2 separate regions of the Ctenopharyngodon idella genome follow, and region 1 is linked to region 2. The links are chromatin contacts, called in public Hi-C maps. All regions are on one chromosome and are shown on one strand. The core of a region is the stretch at or near the end of the contact, and the rest is flanking DNA. Distances in the headings are between cores, read along the strand shown. Region 1 holds the start of LOC127512748 (ras-specific guanine nucleotide-releasing factor RalGPS1). Region 2 holds the start of stpg2 (sperm-tail PG-rich repeat containing 2).

The links. Hi-C and Micro-C count contacts between places; a contact is called where the count stands out from the background.
Region 1: a contact with region 2 is called in a Hi-C map of muscle, with 4 times the contacts expected there. The contact joins the promoter of LOC127512748 here to the promoter of stpg2 in region 2. A contact is called at or near these places in 2 of 2 Hi-C or Micro-C datasets (both in muscle).

The regions. Positions count from the first base shown.
Region 1 is chr5:40,219,203-40,224,427 of HZGC01, forward strand. It overlaps LOC127512748 (ras-specific guanine nucleotide-releasing factor RalGPS1), which reads right to left and starts at 3,668. Exons shown (of 20, transcript XM_051893969.1): 1 at 3,384-3,668. It overlaps zbtb43 (zinc finger and BTB domain containing 43), which reads right to left. Exons shown (of 2, transcript XM_051895083.1): 2 at 4,449-5,225.
Region 2 is chr5:40,072,283-40,077,052 of HZGC01, forward strand. It overlaps stpg2 (sperm-tail PG-rich repeat containing 2), which reads right to left and starts at 1,878. Exons shown (of 14, transcript XM_051893971.1): 1 at 412-1,878. The coding sequence starts at 517. It overlaps LOC127512748 (ras-specific guanine nucleotide-releasing factor RalGPS1), which reads right to left. Exons shown (of 20, transcript XM_051893969.1): 20 at 2,022-4,770.

The DNA of each region.
Region 1 (5,225 bases), core at 2,418-4,917, 150 kb after region 2:
GTGGAGAAGTTCCCTGATCAATACTTGTGTAATGTCAGACGCACCAGACAGCTGCGGGAAGCAGAGACGCCCTCATTTACCCCCTGCTGCACTACTGCAACTCTACAGACAGAACTCTCATGTACAAATATGTGGCTCTGACATAACAGGACACATGAGCATGTAATGAGAAACACCTGGAACTGTCAAATAATTGCCACTTGATGGTCAACCGGTATTTCATTGCATTGCGTTCATTTAATACCCTATTGATTACAAACAAGCAAGCAAATACATATATGAAACGTCATCAGTTTCACTTTCACAAGCATATGCGCATAAACAAGACAGCGGCACATATTATTACAAGCAGTTGAATTGTCATGGCCAGCCCAATCTCCAGACCTGAACCCTTCTGAAAACCTATGGAATATGATCAAGAGGAAGGTGGATGGCCACAAGCATCAAACAAAGCCAAGCTGCCTGAAATTGTGTGGCAGGAGAGGCATAAAGTCACCCAAAAGCAATGTGACAGACTGGTAGAGAGCATGCCAAGACACATGAAAGCTGTGATTCATGGAAATAAGGATTATTCCTCCAAATATTGATTTCCTAAACATTAGTGTTGTGTTGTTTAAACATGAACATGACCTGGTTGTCTTCGCATTATATACACACACCGATCAGGCATAACATTATGAGCACTGACAGGTGAAGTAAATAACACTGATTATCTCTTCATCACGGCACCTGTTAGTGGGTGGGATATATTAGGCAGCAGGTGAACATTTTGTCCTCAAAGTTGATGTGTTAGAAGCAGGAAAAATGGGCAAGCGTAAGGATTTGAGCGAGTTTGACAAGGGCCAAATTGTGATGGCTAGACGACTGGGTCAGAGCATCTCCAAAACTGCAGCTCTTGTGGGGTGTTCCCGGTCTGCAGTGGTCAGTATCTATCAAAAGTGGTCCAAGGAAGGTACAGTGGTGAACCGGCGACAGGGTCATGGGCGGCCAAGGCTCACTGATGCATGTGGGGAGCGAAGGCTGGCCTGTGTGGTCCGATCCAACAGACGAGCTACTGTAGCTCAAATCGCCCAAGAAGTTAATGCTGGTTCTGATAGAAAGGTGTCAGAATACACAGTGCATCACAGTTTGTTGCGTATGGGGCTGCATAGCTGCAGACCAGTCAGGGTGCCCATGCTGACCCCTGTCCACCACCGAAAGCACCAACAGTGGGTATGTGAGCATCAGAACTGGACCACGGAGCAATGGAAGAAGGTGGCCTGGTCTGATGAATCACATTTTCCTTTATAATCACGTAGAGGACCGGGTGCATGGAACACATGGCACCAGGATGCACTATGGGAAGAAGGCAAGCCGGCGGAGGCAGTGTGATGCTTTGGGCAATGTTCTGCTGGGAAACCTTGGGTCCTGCCATCCATGTGGATGTTACTTTGACTCGTACCACCTACCTAAGCATTGTTGCAGACCATGTACACCCTTTTATGGAAACAGTATTCCCTGGTGGCTGTGGCCTCTTTCAGCAGGATAATGCGCCCTGACACAAATCAAAAATGGTTCAGGAATGGTTTGAGGAGCACAACAACGAGTTTGAGGTGTTGACTTGGCCTCCAAATTCCCCAGATCTCAATCCAATCGAGCATCTGTGGGATGTGCTGAACAAACAAGTCCGATCCATGGAGGCTCCACCTCGCAACTTGCAGGACTTAAAGGATCTGCTGCTAACATCTTGGTGTCAGATACCACAGCACACCTTCAGGGGTCTAGTGGAGTCCATGCCTCGACGGGTCAGGGCTGTTTTGGCAGCAAAAGGGGGACCAACACAATATTAGGAAGGTGGTCATAATATTATGCCTGATCGATATACACACAGCTGCTTGTTCCAGTTATGTAAAAAGTACACTGACTGATCATTCTGAACAGTATCTTTGTCTGTGTTTCACAGAAGAACGGATTTGGACCTACATGAGGGTGAGTAAACTTTTCATTTTTAGGTGTACTATTTTGAACCTTTCCAGAAGAAACAAAAATTTATGACATCTGCTCACAACAAGGTTATTCACGTTTGCCCTAGTCAAATAAACCTGCACTGATGAGTAGAGTATAAGGCCAACAGCTGAGTACTACACCGGTTCCTGGGCTGAGGAATGCTCTGGCTCTCAGCCATCAGGAATAAGATGTTGGATTCCTTCTCACTTACTCCAAGTTTCGTCCTGATCAATTACACACATCTCACATTGTCTGCAATGCAAGTGCGTGAATTGCATAGTAGGCAGTACAAAAGACACTGCATCTGGGAAAACAATGGCTTTTTCAACAACAAAAAGCTGCTTTGATACTGAAATGACATAAAACTTGTAAAAAATAAATAAATAAATTAAAAAAAATTACAATGGAACTGCTGAATAGACCAACCAGACATATGCGGTTTATAATATTTTTTGAAAACACTTCCATTCAAAGAAGCATGTGGCATTTACATCATCTATTAAAGGGATAGTTCACCCAAAAATGACAATTCTGTCATCATTTACTCACCCTCAAGTTGTTCCACATCTGTATAAATTTCTTTGTTCTGCTCAACACAAAAGAAGATATTTTGAAGAAAGTTTGTAACCAGGCCGCTTTGGGGCACCATTGACTTCCATAGTAGGAAAAAAAAAATACTATGGAAGTCAATGGTGCTCCAAAACTGTTCAGTTTCCCACAATCTTCTTCAAAATATCTTCTTTTGTGTTCAACAGAACAAAGAAATTTATACAGGTTCGGAACAACCTAAGGGTGAGTAAATGATGACAGAATTTTCATCTTTGGGTGAACTATCCCTTTAATATTACAAAGTTTACATATAACAAAGACTAATAGCCTATTTCTGAAAACATAAAACAATATCAGAAATACAACGCTGTATGTGAAAGCTCATTAATACGAAATCGCATAGCATTGTTTGTAAAGTAATTTGTCATTGTTAATTAAAAAAAAAGCCTATATTAACTTTATCCCCAAATATCTGAAAAACAATACAATACCCTCTTTAATAAATAACTTAGCCTAAGTTAAAACAGTGCATTTATAGCCTATGCAAAAAAATATTGCAAAGCAAAATGTCATTGTTATTATTGCTTCAAAGCTATTAACAAACAACATGAACATTATAAATGACAGAAATGAGCTGCGGTGTCTCAGGAGGATTTTGAGGGTCGTGCGCGCACACGCCTAATCATACGCGCACCTTGCAACATGTAAGCGCCGCGGTGACGCGCACAGGGCTGTAACCTTTCACCTTTACTAACCCGTCTTAATGAATGACGTGCACAGACTGTTCCTAATCAATACTCCATCGACCCATCCATACCATCAATCAAATCAAAATTTGGTTCGCCTACCTTATATCTTTGTAGGCTACTGTATGATCCCGGATCAATGAGAAGAAACAATCACGTTCTTCCTCCAGTCATCCATTAAACGTGCTGAACTGCGCATATAATCCAAAACAGTGCGTATGGTTATTATTCCAGAGCGTCAAGACGATGTTATACGTTTAAAAATGTAAATACATTTGCGACAGATGTACACAAACATGGCAGAGATACACAAATATCATACTGCCAAAACAAGCGAAACATTCATGGGCAGGAAGTGTCAGGTAGGTTCCTTTGATCTAATGGACAGGTCAACCGCCCAATCACACGCCTTGTACGAATAAACAACCCCGCCCCCTGCGAAGCGCTAGCCAATCGCGTTGAAGCACCGGGTCTATGTGAATTTGAAGTGGACGCGCAGGTGCATCTGAACAGTAGGGATGTCTTCCTCTGCCTCCCGATGTCCTGTAATTTAACACTCAAACATTTAATCAACCTTATTATAATCTTAACTAAATTTCATACTTAAAAATCAAACATTTTCTAATAAAGAGTAGATTTTTATGATGCTTTTTAAGTGAAGTTTACAGGCAGTACATTAACACCAGGAACTCTTTAAAGATAAAAGCAAAAGATTTTCTGTATTTGTGAAGTATTTATGTGATTTATTCTTTCCTATGTACTTTTTCATGATAATATAATATTTCATAAAATATTAATCAATAATATAATAAATATAATATTTTATAATACTACATACGATAAAAAAAATTATATTAAAATGTATGTTTATATATATTATATATATATATATATATAATATATATATATATATATATATATATATATAGAATTAAAAAGCATTGCAACCATGTTTATACACACACACACTCACACACACATATATATAATTATATATATATATATATATATTAAACACAAGGAATCTAGTTAAATGTAGTTAAATGTAAATGTATAAGCTGAGACTGCCATCTACTGTCCGAAACATGGAATTAAAAAGCATTGCAACTCGAATACAAAATGAATAATAATTGTGGACACAATTGTTCTTTGTGCAACAAAACAGGATTTCCAGTACAAATAAAACATTTATTGCTAAACACATTTTTGTACAAATCTCACAAAGTTTCACAAAGTTCTTCTATAAGAAGAAAACACAACAGAAGCGTAAGTGGAAATGATGCCGTCCTGAAGGAAACGTTTTCTGATAAACAGATTATTATGACAGTCCTGTTGAGGTAGTGATCCGTCCAACATCATAAAGCTTTGCCTATACTGATTAAGAAAATTTGGTCACTAGAGAATATATATTTTTATATAACCGTCTCCAATTAATAACCCAAAAAGTTTCTGTAACAAATCAACATATAATCATATGCTTTTTTTTTAACCAGAGTACATAAGCTATATCAAAAGATTGGTTGAATTTATTTTTCATATTACTCCAAGAATTGATATATTCTTAATGTTACTGATAATTTGACTTCTATATGTTTTCATCTGCGAGGCAAAATCCTTCACATGTTGTTTCTGCCTATATGATTGTCACTTGTTTGTTCTGTTTGATATAGAAATTTGCACATTCATAATAAAAAAAAATATATATAATTCAAACACTATTTACATACTACAAATAAACAAAATCAAATGACGATTGCCAAAAAGACACGTTTGAGTGTTATACTAGCTTATAACACTTTCAGGTATAATTCAATACTCTAAGAAAAGCCCTATTTATTAGATCTAAAACTATAATAAAATGAGCTTACATTTTGTTCTAATCCATGCTCCTTTGTGTCTTCTTAACACATCTTAAAAACTACTGAATACCACAGCATCTGAGGT
Region 2 (4,770 bases), core at 628-3,127:
GTAAAAGTGTAGTAACAACGTTTTTTTTCTTATTACCATTTGTATAAACACAGTTTTACTACAAATACCATGTTAAACTATGGTTAGTGTAGCAAAGCTATGGTTAATTTGTGGTTACCATGGTTTAACTACAATAACAATAGTTTTTGAGTTTTATTTGTATTAAAACTATGGTCAATTTTAGGGCCAGTTGCATAAACTCAGCCACTATGTTAAGACCAACTAGCAGTTAACCAAAGGGTTCATTTCCATCTCGCTTTTCCAGTTCAATTTTTTTTTACCAATCTACCTTTTTATGTAACTGTCCTTAAAAAGTTATGAGCAAAATTTAGATGACTAACTTTCAAGATTAGACGGCCACTGGTCTTAGGCTTTAAAAAAATGAAAATTTCATGTTAAAATGAAACTTACTGTATTTGCCGCTCAGAGACCTGCTGATATTATAAGATCCTGGTCCAATTTCAGTCGTGGTGCCGCTTAATGTCAAATGTGTGAACCTGGGAGCTCGATCATACATGTTGATTAATTATTTATATTGTACATTGATGAAACGTGTTTAATTAACTAATGTAACATTATGAGAGCAGTGAAGTGTCTTTCAGTCACTTCACAAACTCCAGTCACTGGAGCGCGTCGCGGCGTTGCCTGGACGCCAATTACGAATACGTTGATGTTCATGAATATTAATTAGGTAAAGGAGACGTGCTTCGTAAACTTCCTGAAGCTGCCAGTCACTTTCTTAAGCTACTTAATATTCATGAGTTAATCCGTCGCCTGGTCACTGTAACGCGGAAAAACACAAAACTAGGCCAATGTAGAGAGTTGACTCAATTTAATAAAATAAATTATATACACACACACACACACACACACACACACACACACACACACACACGACTGCTAAATGAATTTAGCAGTCGTTTTTATCCAAAGCGACCTACAAACAAATGGGAAAAAACAGAATTAATTTATAAGGAGCCAACAATATTATCCGCGTCACGATATTTAATTTCAATAAAAAAAAAAATCCTAGAAAAGCTTAAAGCAAAAGGGAAATTACAAAACTAGAAAAAAAAATACATTTTATTTTTTTATTTGTAAAGTGCTGTTAATTTATGGTTATAGTTGCTATAAAGTGTTTTACTGCCCCTAAAAAAATTGAAATTAAACGTTTTGGCTGTTAAAACGAAAACATTTTGGCAGTTCATCCGCGCCGGCATGTGGCGCTGTTCACTAGCCTGCGCGAGGATCCCCGAAGAACCGTAAACAAAGAGCTCCAGGCGGCGTCCGAAATCGCATACTCTCGAGTAGGTATTCTATTTCATTTCAATCAGTACTTACTTAACAAGCACTTAAATAGTACGTACTATATAGCCTGAAAGAGTGATATTGACGTTATCACGAGGCGCATGAGCGACGGGTTTGTAAATACCTTGATATTGATGAAACTTGCGCATTTTGTGGTCTTGTTGAAAAAAACAGCTGCCCATTTATTTTGTGATTGTAGTATAACCAATACATTTTGGGCTGATTTATGCTCTTATATCTTTAACCCTACTAATGTGACCCACAGTTTTATCCTTTAAAGACATTATTTCTTTTAATCACGAAAACCCAAAATCGTTATCTCCTGAATATGTCGTTATTTTTTTTAATTTTATATGCAAAATTTTTCATACACAAGCAAAAGTGGCTTAAATCTCCTTTATTCCTCTTTTTCTTTAATTTAAGTCGCGTTTCATCCCTCAGGCTTATAAAAAAATTTCTGATACATTATGATGAATTATTCAAAGCTATTTAACCTTGTCATTGTGCTTTTTTTAGTGTATATATAATCTCATACTTTGAGTGAAATCTTTAGTTTTAGCAGATGCACCTACATGCCACTAGAGTGCAGTAACCATCGATATTTCCAATAACCACAGATCCTTCCCATCAGATCCTCTCAAACCACAAATGGTCAACGTTAACTTCCTCCAGAAATCAAGTGAAAAATGACAAAGTTTAGACCAAGACAAAGCTGTGTTCACTGCATTTAATGGCTGTACAGAAGAATCAGCCTTTTAGCTGATAAACCGCAATGTACCACAATGGCAAACAAGAAATAATTTAGCAACATATTATTTACATGGCAACACAACAAGAGTTAATTCACAGTCATAACGTACATGCTGTACATGTGTGTCTGTGTGTTTATGAAAGCAGTCGCTCCTCAGACAATACAGAAATAAAAACGTGTCTCTTCAACAAAAACAGTTTTAATTCATACACACATACAAGGCAAAACTGATGCTAGATAAATAATACTCGCAACAAATAACTACTAATCACCATCAAGAGTCAGTTTGCTGTGTGCAGCGATATTATTAGACTCCGAAGAGTATTTTAAATAAATCTGACAATTCACTGTAAAAAAAGGAATAAGTTTGTACCAAAAGGAAAATTTTGTCATTATTTACTCACCCTCATCATGGCGTTCCAAATCTGTATGTTTTTATTTTTTACGTAGAACACAAAATGAGACATTTTTGATGAGCTCTTTCCATGTTACAGATCATTGTTATTCACTATCAAGCTCCAAAAAAGTACAGTAGTCTCATAAAATCGTACACTATATTCCAAGTACACAAATTTCTTATTTATGCAACTTATTTCATACACTGACAATTAAACCCCCAAAATGATTAGAAAAACACCATAAAAGTACTCTATGTGCATCATGCTCTCTATTCTAAATCTTATGACTCCAGAATACAGAGCATGATGCACATAGAGCGCTTTTTTGTTTTTTAATGATTTTTTATGTCCTTTTCTTTTGTCCCACTGACAATAAATCAGCATACTGGAGCAAACAACATGAGGAGTAAATAATGGGAATTTTCCTTCTGAACAGAATTATTCCTCTGATTCTGCTTCGTGTCAGATTTCTGAAGCTGATATGAATGTACTCAGAGATGTTGTATTGTGGATTGTGTGTCCAGTGTTTCTCCTTCAGCTTCATTCAAACATGCTTATAAAAAACACACACACACTTCATTACAATCATCAGTCCTGCACAGAACTATAAGAAATAAACGAACAGACAACTACATTATTAACCAGTGCTGTTCTTTCACTCGATCTGAATTGATCTCAAATCAATACTAAACACTAAAACAGCATCTCCTGACATCGTTGGCTGCCGTCAGATGGTTCACATTCTTAACTAAACTGATAATCAGGCATAAAAGAATAGATATCTCTTCAAAAATCAAAACTCTTTCCAGTTAATTACAGCTGTCGTATCTGCACGTCATTGCATGTATTCAAACATTCGGCTGATCCGTTGATAAATCCCACCAAAACATGTCCAGGTCACATTTCACACCAGAACTCAAAATAATTTATGTTTTGCATAAAGAAAATCGAGTCTATACTTCATCTTTTTTTAATCCTTTTCATGACAATGAAGTACATTTTAAGCACAACTTAACTGCATTACAGTATAAAAAGCATTTAATAATTAAAAAAAAAAAAATCAATAAGCATAAATTAAAGACAGTATAATAAATATGACCATGATGTATAAATACTTACAATTTAAATAATATATCAGTGTTTTTCCCCTACAGTAATGAGAATTTGAGGGTTAAATGTGCTTAATTGTCACGAAAATAATGTCTCAATGCAACAAATCTTTAAGCAAAATATCACAACCTATTTATTTCTATTCATTTGGGGGTGAGATATGTATGACGTGGACATGTTTTGAAGGGTTTTGTGTGATTCATCCAGTAAGTGAATGTAAGCGCTTAGGATTTCAATGATAATGATCTCACAATTCAAAAGAAGCAGTTCTTGTACTTGTGAGATGAGCTAAATGGAAAATAAGTGTGTTATCCTGTTGTGTTTTTGAGTGATCATGATATAAAACCGTTTTGTCCTGTTATAAGGAACCCTTTCAAAGAAAAATAAATGTGACAAACTCAAACTTTGCCAGTTTAAGTTGTGAGTTGTGAGCAAAACCTACTTAAAATCAGGCAAAACCTTCATTTGACAGAAAAGTCACTAGAATTTGTTAATACTTAAAGCCCAAAACTAGCTTTTACGAGTATAAAATGGCTAAAACTGAAACTGGATTCAGAATCCCTGATGTAAACAAGTCACACTCACAAATATCCTTCAACCAGATCACTTTCACATCATAACGTTAACCAAAAATAAAAATCACTGTGCTAAAAAGATATCTTGGCAACCATTATGTGTCTGTAACTAAACCATGAACCAGTGCGAGTTATTATCTGGTTTAAACAGCATCATCAGTCTTCAGCGTGAGGAACTGTGCTGATCCACATGTGTTTTGTTTGTTACGGCTCTTTGTGGGAGCAAATGCCTGTTTGGCTTTTTAGTCTTTTTCCAACGGGGACACTTCAAGACACGGTTTTCTCTTTCCCCCTAAAACTCATTTATATCAGCACAACAATGCTCATCTCAAGCTTCTGTGTTTAATTTAATTTCCAAAATGTCTCGGCAACACCACGAGATCCAAAAGTCTCCATATAGAAGACACGATGGAGCTGAAACGGGGGGAAATTTACCTTCTTTCCGACCACATCCTTTACCAGAACTAGTGCGCAGTCCTCCACGTCCAGGTCTGTAACAAACATCTTGATCTTAGATGTGGACGTCAGGGCTCACGGAGGGCCGGTGGAACAGAACGAGTCTTTTGGCTCAGTGACTCTTCGATGTGGAAGGTTTTTTTTTTTTGCTCTTTCTTCATCCTTTTGTTGA